2 separate regions of the Gossypium hirsutum genome follow, and region 2 is linked to region 1. The links are chromatin contacts, called in public Hi-C maps. All regions are on one chromosome and are shown on one strand. Each heading gives the region's core, a stretch centred on a gene start, on an enhancer-like site or on the middle of the called end of the contact. The rest is flanking DNA. Distances are from core to core; before and after follow the strand shown. Region 1 has its middle 18 kb from the start of LOC107921793. Region 2 holds the start of LOC107919767 (phosphatidylinositol-3-phosphatase myotubularin-1).

What was found. A called contact is a pair of places that touch in the nucleus more often than the background predicts.
Region 2: a contact with region 1 is called in a Hi-C map of leaf, with 2.4 times the contacts expected there. The contact joins the promoter of LOC107919767 here to the enhancer-like site in region 1. A contact is called at or near these places in 10 of 34 Hi-C or Micro-C datasets (callus, leaf, petal and 1 more).

The regions. Positions count from the first base shown.
Region 1 is chrA12:33,528,918-33,535,432 of Gossypium_hirsutum_v2.1, forward strand. It overlaps the pseudogene LOC107933599. Among protein-coding and RNA genes, the nearest start is that of LOC107921793, 18 kb to the right of the region's middle. Within about 2 kb of position 2,979, at least 7 of the 9 cell types and tissues checked have an H3K27ac peak or open chromatin away from gene starts, as enhancers often do. A contact at or near this core is called in leaf, where this site is marked.
Region 2 is chrA12:33,857,444-33,863,958 of Gossypium_hirsutum_v2.1, forward strand. It overlaps LOC107919767 (phosphatidylinositol-3-phosphatase myotubularin-1), which reads left to right and starts at 4,013. Exons shown (of 18, transcript XM_041082351.1): 1 at 4,013-4,292; 2 at 4,377-4,445; 3 at 4,696-4,770; 4 at 5,535-5,606; 5 at 6,276-6,345. The coding sequence starts at 4,182.

The sequences.
Region 1 (6,515 bases), core at 1,729-4,228:
TTGCTGATTCCTCTTTGAAAGGAAAAACACGATAAGAAATGAGGCAAACCTCATCCAAATCCAACACACAACATAACCTACAAAAACAATAGGGGAGAAATATTCCATTTGATAATGATTTCCCCCCCAAAATTAAGGGTTGCAGGGGATCATTTACTCCATTAATGCATCACTCACAACTCCATACAATATTTGATCCCCTCAAATACATGCATATCAGAAATATTCCCTTGAAGTCTTCAAATGTTATTCTTATAGAATTACTACTAGATGAATTGACCATCTTTGGCCAAGAATTAAGCTTTCATTAACTCTTTTCAACAAAAAAACCTTACAGCTAACAAATCTTCACAATCCCCACACAATTCCAAAGAGAGGAAAAGGACTTAAACACATCAAAAGCAAAACGTGAAAGACTTAAAACAACCAACCTTTGTAGATTGCCAGAAACATTAACTATATCAGACAAACACAATCACCATATTATAAAGCATATATCAAAAAGTAAAGAGCTATTTGGTCATCACATTTCACAATTTGCCCACACCAACATCAACCAAAATTTCAGAGATGACCTAGAAACTCTGACCATTTGCAAGGTGAGAAACAATAAACAATTACAAACAAATGGGCATTTTGATGCAGCGAAATTCACAAAACAGCATACATAATCCATCAAAGGAAGCAAACAACAAGAACGCTTCTTTTATTGTTGTTGGCAAGAAAGCATTAACTCTAATATCTTATTAAAAAAAATCCTATTTCAGTATATTATTTTTCATCCATGGTAAATAACTTGACTTCTTTTTGTAAGATTTGCATATTAGCCATGCTCTAAAAATTATCTGAACCTCAGCATCAGAGATTCTTAGCCCCAATATAATCAAACCAATAACTGATGCAGAATATAGCAAGGATATATCTGAGGTCATCTTCATAACTTTCAGAAACAATCACATAAAAGACCCAAGGTTAAAGAAATGTTACAGCACCTTCAAAATGAAACCAATAACTTATTCAAGAGTAGATGAACTGGGTACAGGTAAAATACAACACTAACTGAAGCGTAATGACAAATAATACTATAAAATCATGATAATTTGAAATTTCTCTTAAAATTATTGTGGAACACAGTATTGAACAAAGTTGTTTCAATCACTCACCGCGAAATACATGCCTAAATTTCCATTCATTTTCATGAAGATCCCTGGCAACTAACTCTTGAGCTGGAGGTTGCAGGGAGTAATCCTGAAGGCACAACAGAATTAAAAGATAGAGAAAGAAAAATAACCACTTAAACTAATTCAATTAAAACCAGATGCTAGTGAACTGAATTGCTTGTAACCTACTAAAACATACAAGAGGAGGAAAGACTTTTTCAGCAGCTCGACGAGGCACAGAAAATCCTCCATGAGTGCTTGTGTCACTTGCCGTCAGTGTTTTGCAAAAATAATTGGTTGGTTGTTTACTGGGAGTACCCGGTTCAGCAGGCAGGAGGAACACATTCTTTTGCTCTTGCTACAATAATGCTTTCACGTCAAGAAGTGCCAAATTAAAAGACTATCAAGCACAAAACCTTGAAACAAGGTCAAGTTCCCATACCGGGCTCAGTGGCTGCAAGGTCATTTGAGCATACACTTCATCTGTTTCTACATCTGCCTGTATTTGAATAAATGACTTTGTAAGCAACCAACTAAACATTCCATAAACAGAAAGTGGTTAACTGAGCATTTAACTTACATGCATGGTCACATTGTGAAGCTGACAGATAAGCTGAGGGGGTAAGCTAGGATAGTTCGGTATGTGAGCATCTACTTCCTTGTTGGTTGAAGCAGCAACCTGCAGAGGGAGTCATAAACACCAAAAGCTCGCAGAAATATTAGAAACGAAGCATACAGTTCCTCATAGAGTGTTCTAATCTTTTAGGAGCTTCAGCAGTTCACTCACCACTTCATGCATCAACAAGTAGACTATAATGAAGATATTCAGCGATACTGAAATGGCTGGTTCAAGGAAGTTCTATTACTACATGTAGCCAAAAAAGTTCCGACATCCTTACAAAGCATCTTAAAATTCTAAGTTCTCCCTAAAACTTAAGCTTATTGAACTCTTTTCTTGAGCAGAAATGGAGAAATAGAACCAAATCTGACAGAAAGCATGGGAAATAAGGCAGGTACAGTTACCTGTTCACTATGACCTTGGGGAAAATATACAACACGGCTTCCAACAGGCGGCAGGGACACCAGAGGACCCGCACATGCATGCCAAAGTTCAGAATTCAAACATTTCTTCTCCCCTGTACAAAAATCTTTCACTACTTTATAATTTCGAAAAAATTATAACTTAGCGCAGCTTTTTACTTCAAGAAAAATACTAAAAGAAAAAAAAATTAAAAGCTAAAAACAGTTACCTTCCTCAGTTTGCTGATTAAACCCTGATGAAGAGAGTCTCATTCTTCCAATATTTAAAAAAGAAAAGTTGTTCGTTCTCTAAAGAAAACCGAAGAAAAGTGCGGTTGAAATGGAAAATACACCTAGCCCTTGTTATTAAAGTATATTCAGGGGTCGTGCAACAGCCATAATTTCTAAGGAAAAAGAGAACTTACCCACCCCCACCCCCTTTCTCCACCAGACTCCTTTCAACTTAAGTTAAAATCAACATCCAAAAAATACGGGGAACAACCTTTTACTCAGAAGGGGTTCATGAAGCTCAGATCTTGCTTCTTTTTACATTCAAAATCATCCAAAGTTTCCAAAGCAAAACAAAACCCTAGCTTTCTTCTTCACGCAGATCTCCACATTTTGAAGCTTTTTTTCCCCAAGTAGAATACTATCTCAACCCACCGGAAGTGTACCTCTGCCCCGCACCTGATTACTGGAGCTGCTCAGTTGAGTTACAAAACTAGAAAATGACACTTTTTAATTACTCTACTTTTTGGAGCTCTTTTTAGAGAGAGGGCTGAAGACCTGGACGGCAGCTGGAAAGAGTGAGAAAGAAAATATACACACACATTAAAATCCGCTATCACTGATAATAAGGGTGGCTACCATTCTTTATTTATTGTTTTACAAATTTCTTATTTTAATATATTATTTTTATAAATAGTTTTACAATTTTTTAGGTGTTATAAAATAGTAATAATAATGCAAAAAAAATTTGCATTTCTTTATTTTCTATCATTATTATAAGTAGTATAAAGAGATTAGACTTCTTATTTTCTAATACATAAATATAATAAGTTAAAAAAGGAAGATGAAAGCTTGAATATCTACTTCATTGTAAAAGATATGTCTCATTAAAAACTTTAATAAGAAAAACCTTATAGGACAAAAACCTAGTGAAAGAAAAAAGATTACATAATCTTTTAAAACACAACTTGTCATAACCTTAAAATAAAAAATATAATGCAAATTACTCTCCCTCAATTAAGCATCACTTAAGATCTTTAAAACAATACAATCCAATGTTGAAAATTAACTTCTCAAGTGTAGCGGTAGGGAGTGCCTAATTAAATTCTCGATTATTTTTTGCATTGGGTGAGGGGTGTTACTAAGGGTGAGCGTTTGATCGAATCGAATCGAATCGAATGAAAAAATTTCGAGTTAACTGAGATGGAATTCAAATCGAATCGAATCGAATATATTTGTTCGAGTTAAATTTTAAAAAATAATTTTGGGTCTTTGTAACCACTGTCACCCATTGTAATAAAATTTATCCACCTTAATCAAATTTTTATTCACTTCCATCATCTCATAATTTATTTATTAAACTTTTATATACGGGTTAACTTATTTGCTTGCTTAGTTGTTTCAATTATCTTCAGATTCTTGTCATTATGTATTTTGAAATTAAAAAATATATTAAATGTAAAAATGTGATTTTTTTTAATAAAAGTTATTTTAAAGATAAAATGTGAAATTGATACTAATATAAAATTTTAACACGAATATTTTATGACATAATTAATAATTCAATTTTAATATAAATAATCAATATGACTAAATAATTTAATAATATAAATAATATAAAATGTGAAATTTAACTTAATAATATAAATAGTAGATATAAATAAAATTATTACTATTTATGTTTAGTGATTTTTTTTGGATAATTTTGATTTTTTATTTGAGAGTAGGGTGAGAAGTAAAAGTTTAGGGGAAAATTAAAAAGTTTTGGAGGAATAAAAGTTTGAGGGAAAGTAAATAGGAGGAGTAAAATTTTGGAGAGAAAATATTAAAAAAAAATTGGGGGGGAGGGTTTGGGGTAGATGGGAGGTGGAATGGGAAGGGAGTAAAAGTTTTAGGGAGAAAATGGGAGGGAGTAAAAATTTTGGGGGAAAATAAAAAGTTTTGAAGTTTTTGGAAGTAAAAGTTTGAGAAAAAGTAAATGAGAGAGTAAAATTTTGGTGGGAAATGGATTTTGAGTAGGTTGGAGGGTTGGGATGGTAGGGGAGTAAAATTTCCGGGGAGAAAGTGAGGAGGAATAAAAGTTTTGAGGGAAAAGTAAAAAGGTTTGAGAGTTGGGGGTAAAAATGTAAAATATTATAGTTTGATATTCAAATTATTCGAATTATTTGAGTTATTCAAATTCGAAAACTCTACTCGATTCGAACTCGAAATTCGAAAAAAATTCAAGTTGACTCGAATAACTCGATTCATTTAACTCGAAATTTGAATTTTTTCGATTTTTTCGAGTCGAATCGAGTTTTGCTCACCCCTAGGTGTTACAACAATGCATATTTTGCTCACCTTATTTGAACATCATTTTATAACTCAATATTGAGTCATTCAATATTATTTATAAATAATAAATCATCAACATATACAACAAATTTTGTTGATGCGTATCAATATAGCAATAAAATTCAATTGTATTCTCATGCTTTAGATGTCGCCAATAACTTTATAAAGCATGATATTTTGTATCATTCACTATGACCAATACAATGAGTGCATTGAGCACATAAAGAAATGGCACTTCTAGACCATCATATATAACATTATTGTTTGACCATTTGTAACACCCCAAACCCGGCCCAGACGTTATGGCCGAATCTGACGTGCCACATTGAAGTTAAAAATCCATGCTTCATTTTAGTGTTTTATAAACCGACTTTCGTTGAGCTAACAAAGTGAATGGAAGCTGGGCACCAGGTAGGAATCCGTAACAAATGAGATGAGCCATGAAGGCTGCTTAAGTACCAAGCTCTTCGATTGGATCCAATCCTAGACATGCCCACAACCATTGCCACACTTAGTTACAACGAGTTGAAATTTCTTTGATAAATCAATTAGTCGTGACGTCGTGTTATTTTGAAAACAAGTATCGTTTTAAAAACGCGTCCTAAGTCTAGCCCATTTGAATTATTATCAACCCGTTTAAAGTTATAAAAAGAAAAATAAATAAAATAAACCCAGAAAAAATAAAGTTAAAATGGCCTTATTACAATCCAAAAATAAATAATAAGTGAAGTAACCTAAAGAAACCAGTCATTTATTTTAAAAGCCTAAAAGCGATCACCGTGGCCACTCTGAATTCCCTCCGGCTTCAAGTCCCCATATCAAGGCCCACCTGCAAGGTTAAGGAAAGGGGGTGAGTTTGGAAACTTAGTGTGCAACAAGCCCATTTCAGAGCCCAAAACAATATCAGCCTATTGGCCTAAGCCCAAATTCCATCTCAGCATATACTGGGCCGAAGCCTTTTCATATTTCATATTTCATAACACTGGGCCGAAGTCTTTTCATATTTTATATTATTGGGCCGAAGCCTTTATTGTAAACGGTATGGCCCATAGGCCCATTTCAATATCACATGTAATGTCAATGAAAGAATGCAAGCCCACTTGGGGAGACTACTCGACCCACCATCCGCTACTCTCCACCGTACCAACCAAGCTCTCCGTGTGGGGAATAACTCAACCCACCCAACCAAAACTCTCCACTGGCAGCATAGCTGCTTTATCATATAACTGGAGGCCTAGCCTCTTTTAATAACTGGGGTAAAGCCCTTTTGATAAACTGGGGCAAAAGCCCTTTTAATAAACTGGGGCAAAAGCCCTTTTTGCACTTCCTCCATCCATATAAACCCAACCCAATGCATTATGAATACATCATGTGCATATCATACATATCATGTGCATATCATACATATCATGTGCATATCATATCAATCATGTATATCAAAACCCATGTACCAAATTTATAATTAAACCCTAAGGGTATAATGGTCATTTTTACTTAGGGGCAAAACAGTCATTTTCATAATATAAGGGCAATTTCATAATTTTACCAAATATTAGGGATTTTCCATGTTCATTATCAATTACTAACAATTCATGTGCTTAAACAGCGATTCTGACCCATTTTTAGCGAAACCGAGCTATTGGGCTAAAAACCCCTAATGGGCTCTACATAGCCGAATTAGTCATCTAGGCCCATTTAGCCTATATTCCTCAACGGTAATAGCAGTCTTAACGCACAATTTAACAGAATTCCTTTTTCTCCCAAATTTACCCA
Region 2 (6,515 bases), core at 2,763-5,262, 330 kb after region 1:
CGATTGGTGAGTAGTTTTAAATGAGATTTTGAATTTAATTAATATATATGATGATTCATGAATTGGCTTTTACACTTATATATCTATGTATATGATGTTTTGGCTTAATATAAATATGCATTTGTATTATAAAAATTATTTGGAAGATTAATTGGATGACCGAATCATAACTAATTAGTTTGGTTGCTTTTGTGCAATTTAGACAGGATAATTAACATGAGATTTGAGAGTACTTTAAATCATTATTTGTGTCTTGAATGGTAATTGTTTGTTGTAGATGATTTGGGTCATTTATATTAGTATGTGAGTTAAGTTTGATAAATTTAGGCAATGATGGTTCGGCAATAATCCAAATTTGATATAGTTCAATATACATGATGTGATTATTGGTTCATGAAATGTATATATATTCATATATAATCAGTCGGTGAATTTGTCTATGACATTTAAGTTAAGGAACAAATTACTATGTGAATTCTTTTAATTGGTTTAAGATGTGCATGTAAAGAATTAAAAGTTATATATTTGATTTTTAATTAGATATTCAATTACCAGTGAAGTGTTGAACATATGATGTGCACATAAGTAATATGATTTGTTTTAATGAATGTTTAATATTTAATTAATTATATGCTTTATATTTATATGATTATTATTTGAGTTATTATGAGTAAATTTAGAATTGTGCTTTTGTTCAGTAATGCTTCACAACCCCATTCCGGCGACAGATACGGGTTAGGGGTGTTACAGGTACTTGTACCACTCACAACATGGTTATACTTTTCTCGTTTAACTTAAACTGTAACTCTCACCGTTGAACCATTTGGAATGCTATCGGATATTCACTAAGCCTCAAACATAGGGTATAATGTCGACGTCATGTCCCAGACATGATCTTACACTGGCTCATCCATCACGTCGATGCCATGTCTTAGACATGGTCTTACACTAACTATCAAAATCGAGGCCGACGCCATGTCCCAGACATGGTCTTACACTAGCTCTCGTCTCAATGTCAATTGTCCCAAACATTTTCTTACACTAGCTCTCATAATGTGGCCGATGCCATGTCCTAGACATGGTCTTACAGTGACACCTCTTGTAGTTGATGCATGTCTTAGACATATCTTACACTAGCTTACATCTCAAAGCCGATGCATGTCCTAGACATGTCTTACACTAGCTCTCGTCTCAATGTCAATTGTCCCAAACATTTTCTTACACTAGCTCTCATAATGTGGCCGATGCATGTCCCAGACATGTCTTACACTGGCACACAAATAACCCGAATATCATGGCATGAATATCCGATTTATTTCCTAAGGTTCAAACGGGGGTTCTACTATCTCAATATTCATCATACATAATCATTTCCACAAACAAGCAATCTATTCTATATCAATTCAAACACATATAATAACAATGTAGTTGTATTATTTACATACAACTTACCTTGGTATACAAAATGTAGGCAACTAGTTCGGCTTAGTCCACTTATTTTGCTTTTCCTCAGTCTAGGCCTGAATTTTGTAATTCCTGATCTAAAATGATAGAAATTCATTCATTTCATCAGCATATTAATCTAGACACTCGAAAATTCATAATTGGGCAAAATGACCATTTTGCCCCTAGACTTTCACAAAATGACCATTTTACCCCTATGTCTGAAAATTGATTTTTGTCACATTTTCTCACTAACCAAGCATAGACGAATACTTTTTATACTATAGGCAGCCTATAATTCTCATTATTTCACACATTTATCACCTATTTTACAACTTATGCAAAATGGTCATTAGTTAGGGTTTCCATGAAAACTACTTCACAAAAGTTGTTTTTTTCACAATCATGATTCTTTTCTTCCATAAAATCTCAGAAAAAAACATGAACACTCTCATGGTAAAACCCTATACTTTTAACCATTTTGCAAAATAGTCCCCTTATTTGAAAGCTCATGCTACAAGGGTTCTAAAAGTACAAAAATCATCAAGAAAAACCATCAAGATCACTTACTTGTAGAAAGACTAAGTGGATGAAATTTCAAGCTTCAAAAACCCTTCTAATGGCTTCTATTTTCGATGGAAAAATGGAGAAGAAATATGACCCATTTGATTTTATTTTAATATTCAATTTACTAATGTCATCAATTACCAACCCTAGTCATCTTTTGACTTTTTGACTCCTCATGTCTCTATGGTCTTCTAGCTTGTCTTTTAAGGGTCTAATTGCTCTTTAAAGACCCCCAATTTAGGTTCTCTAGCTATTTGGCACCCTTAGCTATCAAAATAGGACTTTTGCACTTTATGCGATTTAGTCCTTTTTCACAATTAAGCATGAAATCGCTAAAATTAATTCACCAAAATTTCCATACTCTCATATAATCATGCCACAACACATAAAATAATATTAAAAATAATTTCTCTGACTTCAGATTAATGGTCCCGAAACCACTGTTCGGACTGGGCCCAAAATCGGGCCGTTACATACAGTGACCACGCCAACACATAAAAACTAGAGACCTATATTTCACCAAAAAGCGAACCCTTCAAGCAAAACATTACAGACTTATCAGAATAACCAAACAGTCCACCAATCATGGTGCGACAAACAATACAAATACAAAATTGACGGATAGAGCACAAAATCAGCCATACTTTGGTTAAAACTTAACCAACTATTTGCCCATACAAACTATCAACTAAGACTACACCGGGCGAAGTGTTACAAGTAAATCTTTAAAAATGTTGGTAAATCATTAAAAATTTGGTATGAATGAATGTTAAGTTGATTAGGCCTGGGATACTCAAAACAATTTTAGAAATTTTGATAAATCCTTAAAAATTTTGGTAATTCCTTAGATATTTTAGTATAACCTTAGAAATTTTTGTAAAACTTTAGAAATTTTAATAAATTCTTAGATATTCTGGTAAATCCTTAAAAATATTGGTTTCGTTTTTTTTAATTAAGGTTGTGTTTGTTTCACTGAAAACAACTTTCGAAAAATGATTTCTGGAAAATGGATCAATTTTCTGAAAAAGCTAAATTTTCTAATGTTTGGATGATTCTCCGTAAGATATTTTCCATTCTTTGACATTTTTAAAATCATTCTCTAAAAGGTATTCTTAGTGAAACAAACACAACATAAATATATTTGTTACAAAATATTATAATAGTATTTCCTTTCGACAATTGAAATTTATTTTATAATAATTAATATCATATATAAACTTAGTAATAATTAATATCTAATTAAAACTTAATTTAAATTACATATATGAGAGTCTATAATGACACATCAAAGTCAGAAGAGATAAATGAAGCTAAGCATGATTTAAACAAATACTCATATTTACATAATTAAAATATTCCTATTTTATAATATAAAAAATTTATTATTAAATATTTATAAATTGTAATATATATTTATTATTAAAAATTAATATAAATACTTTTCAATAATATATTAATAATATTATTTAAACTTAATTATTATTGTTAAAAATTATTATTAAAATAAAATTTTAAATATTAAATAATTCATTAAAATAATAAATTATATTATTAATTCATTATATTATTATATATAAAGAATTAAATATGTATGTTTAATAATATTTAACATTGTAATATTTGATATTAAAATTTTAATATTTTATATATTTTCAAAAGTTAAAAATAAAAATTATTATAATATTAAATTTAAGTTAAGTTAATTTTTATATAAAAATAAAATTACAAAAATATTTTTTTTCATAAAACGACTTAGAAGAAAAATTTATTTGAAAATGCTTTCTTTTCCCTTGCTGAATTTACTTTTTATGAAACAAATAAAAAAATATTTTTATCAATAATTTTTATGAAATAAACACACTTTAAACATTAGAAGTTAATGTATGTTAAAAATATATAATGATAAACCGTATGATAAGCTGTTTGTAAGTAAAGGCTACCCTAAAAATCATTTAATTGTCAATCTGTCCGGATTGATAAATATTCTAATACATTTGTACATGTAGCGAACAGCTGGAAAATCCAACCCGCCACACTTGCGGTCAACATCACTAATCCTTTCCTTTCATTTGTTTGTCTCTCCGAACTTAATTTTTCAAAACCTTCGAAAATTAATAAAATTTCAAAAAAAAAAAAAACAGAGGACGAATTGGAGTCAATACTCGACTGACATGGCTGCACTTCGGCCTCCTAGATCGGTCTCCTCCCGAGACAGTTCTGATGGTAGCGAGAGGTTGGACGGTGCTGGTAGCTGGGACGCCCTTGAATGGACCAAAATTGAGGTTTTTCTTTTTGTGGATTCTAGGGTTGTTTTTTTAAATTACTTTATCATTTTTAATAAGTAATTAACAAAGTTTTAACTGTAGCCGGTTACAAGATCTGTTTCCCATGTTAATTCGGAGTTTCTGCTTGAAGCTGAGCGAGTTATAGAGGAGGTACTTCTGAATTTTTTTTCTTTTATTTTTATTTCCTTTCGATTTTTCTTGAAATTATGGATTTTGAATTCTATTCATAGATAACTTAGATCACCCATTATCATTTGATTGAAATGAGAAATTCCAAGATTGTTAATTTCAAGAATCTTGATAAGTAGGTGAATTCTGTAAAATGAAGTTTCTGCTTCTTTCTTTAAATATTACAATAGCACATCTTAAAGTAATGGCACTTTGGAATATCTATTTTTAGGGCCATGGAGTTGTTCTTGTTAATAGAGATGAGGCCGGAACTTTGTTCGTTACCAACTTTCGACTTCTCTTTCTTGTAAGTAATTTGCCTTATGGCATTTAGTATTTGGTTAACTATTGCTGTCTTGCATTATTTGGCCAACATACATCAGCATCACTTTAAGCTCTTTTTGGTGAATGAAGAAATTTTTGAGTAATAGCACATACAAATATTCTGAGATTTCAAACTTGAAATAGATGGCATTTTTCCATAGGGATTATAAAAATTAGTTCTATGCTCCTGAAAATGCACTTAGTTACTTGGTATTCTAACAATGGAGTTCATTCTCCAGTTTTTTAAGCAAATGGGCAAATTTTATGTTTGTTTAAGAACTTCTTTAGATTGATATCAACCTTAATATTGCAAATTAAATGGTGTCACCGTACTCTCTGTTTTGACATTAGTATCAGCATGAAAACTGTCAGTCTCACACTAGAATATGCTCTATGTGATACTCAGCTTTAATATGAACTCATTCTATATAATGCTTTTAATGTTGAGAAGAAAATGAAGATGACAGAACAGATGGAAGAGATGAAATGCTTTTTCAAAAGAACTCATTGGTATTAGAAGTGATGGGAATTACAATAGTGCTCGTATGAGTTGATGATACTAAAAAATGGGTGGGATGCTGCATAGCTTTGGGACTTATTGTTTCTATTTCCTTTTATAAAACTTCATTAACATTGTATTTCAAAAATTTCTTTTATACGCATGCATTAATAGTAATTTAGTAGGTTTTTTTATGCATTTTTGTTACGACTTCAATGTAATTCATCTAATTTTCCTCTTTTCAAAAGAGTGATGGCACCAGAAATATTGTTCCACTAGGCACCATTCCTCTGGCAACAATTGAGAAATTCAACAAAATGGTAAGTTAATTTGTTGTTAAGCTTGGAGATATGAACTTTGAATTCAATGTATAGACCTAATGGAATAATGCATCGCAACAACTTGAATGCTTAATTGATGTGGATATGACAAACTACATAAATAAAGTATGTTGGAATGATTTTGAGTGAGATTTGTGCAAAGCATTGGGATTAAAAAGCCATTTCATGAAAACCTTTATTCATCTTTGACAAGATAATTGAACAGTAAGTGCAATTGTCAAACGAATTAGGTCAAATAAATGTTAGAAGCCACCTTGGTTATTCACTGGAGGCCTACGCAATCTTTAGATCAGATGTGATCTAAGAGTGACTATGTTGTTATATGTACCCTATTATTTGAATAACCAATTTCACTCATGATACTTGAGAAGGTCTAAGCTGATAGGTCCCTTGCCTAGTTCCATAAGATGCCTAGAGATCTGAAGAGAAAAAATAAATAATAAAAGAATACATGCAATAGCATAGATAGGTTTTTAGTTCCTAACACTTGCATTTATATTATTCTTTAGAGTTTAGACTAAGTTTAGACGTGTGTGCCTATATATAATACCATTTTTTTTGTTTTAACTGTTGAATGCCCATATTAAATCTAAAAATCGTCTAGGTGGATTGATTTAATGTATTTTGCATTGATGGTGATTTGTGTAGGTAGTGAAGAATCAATCAGCTCCTCGCCAAATTGATAGATCTCCAACTCGCCGTCTCCTTCAAATCATAGGTATGCTATGTTTTAACGTCTTAATTGTTTAAAAAACATGTTTTCAGTATTTTAAATTTTGGACGAACATACTTATTCGTTGTTTATTTTATATAAGTGGTCAAGTGTCTGTAATTAGAAGCTACGTGAATTCTTTCATTTTATTTCGAGTGGATAGGCTTGTATATAAA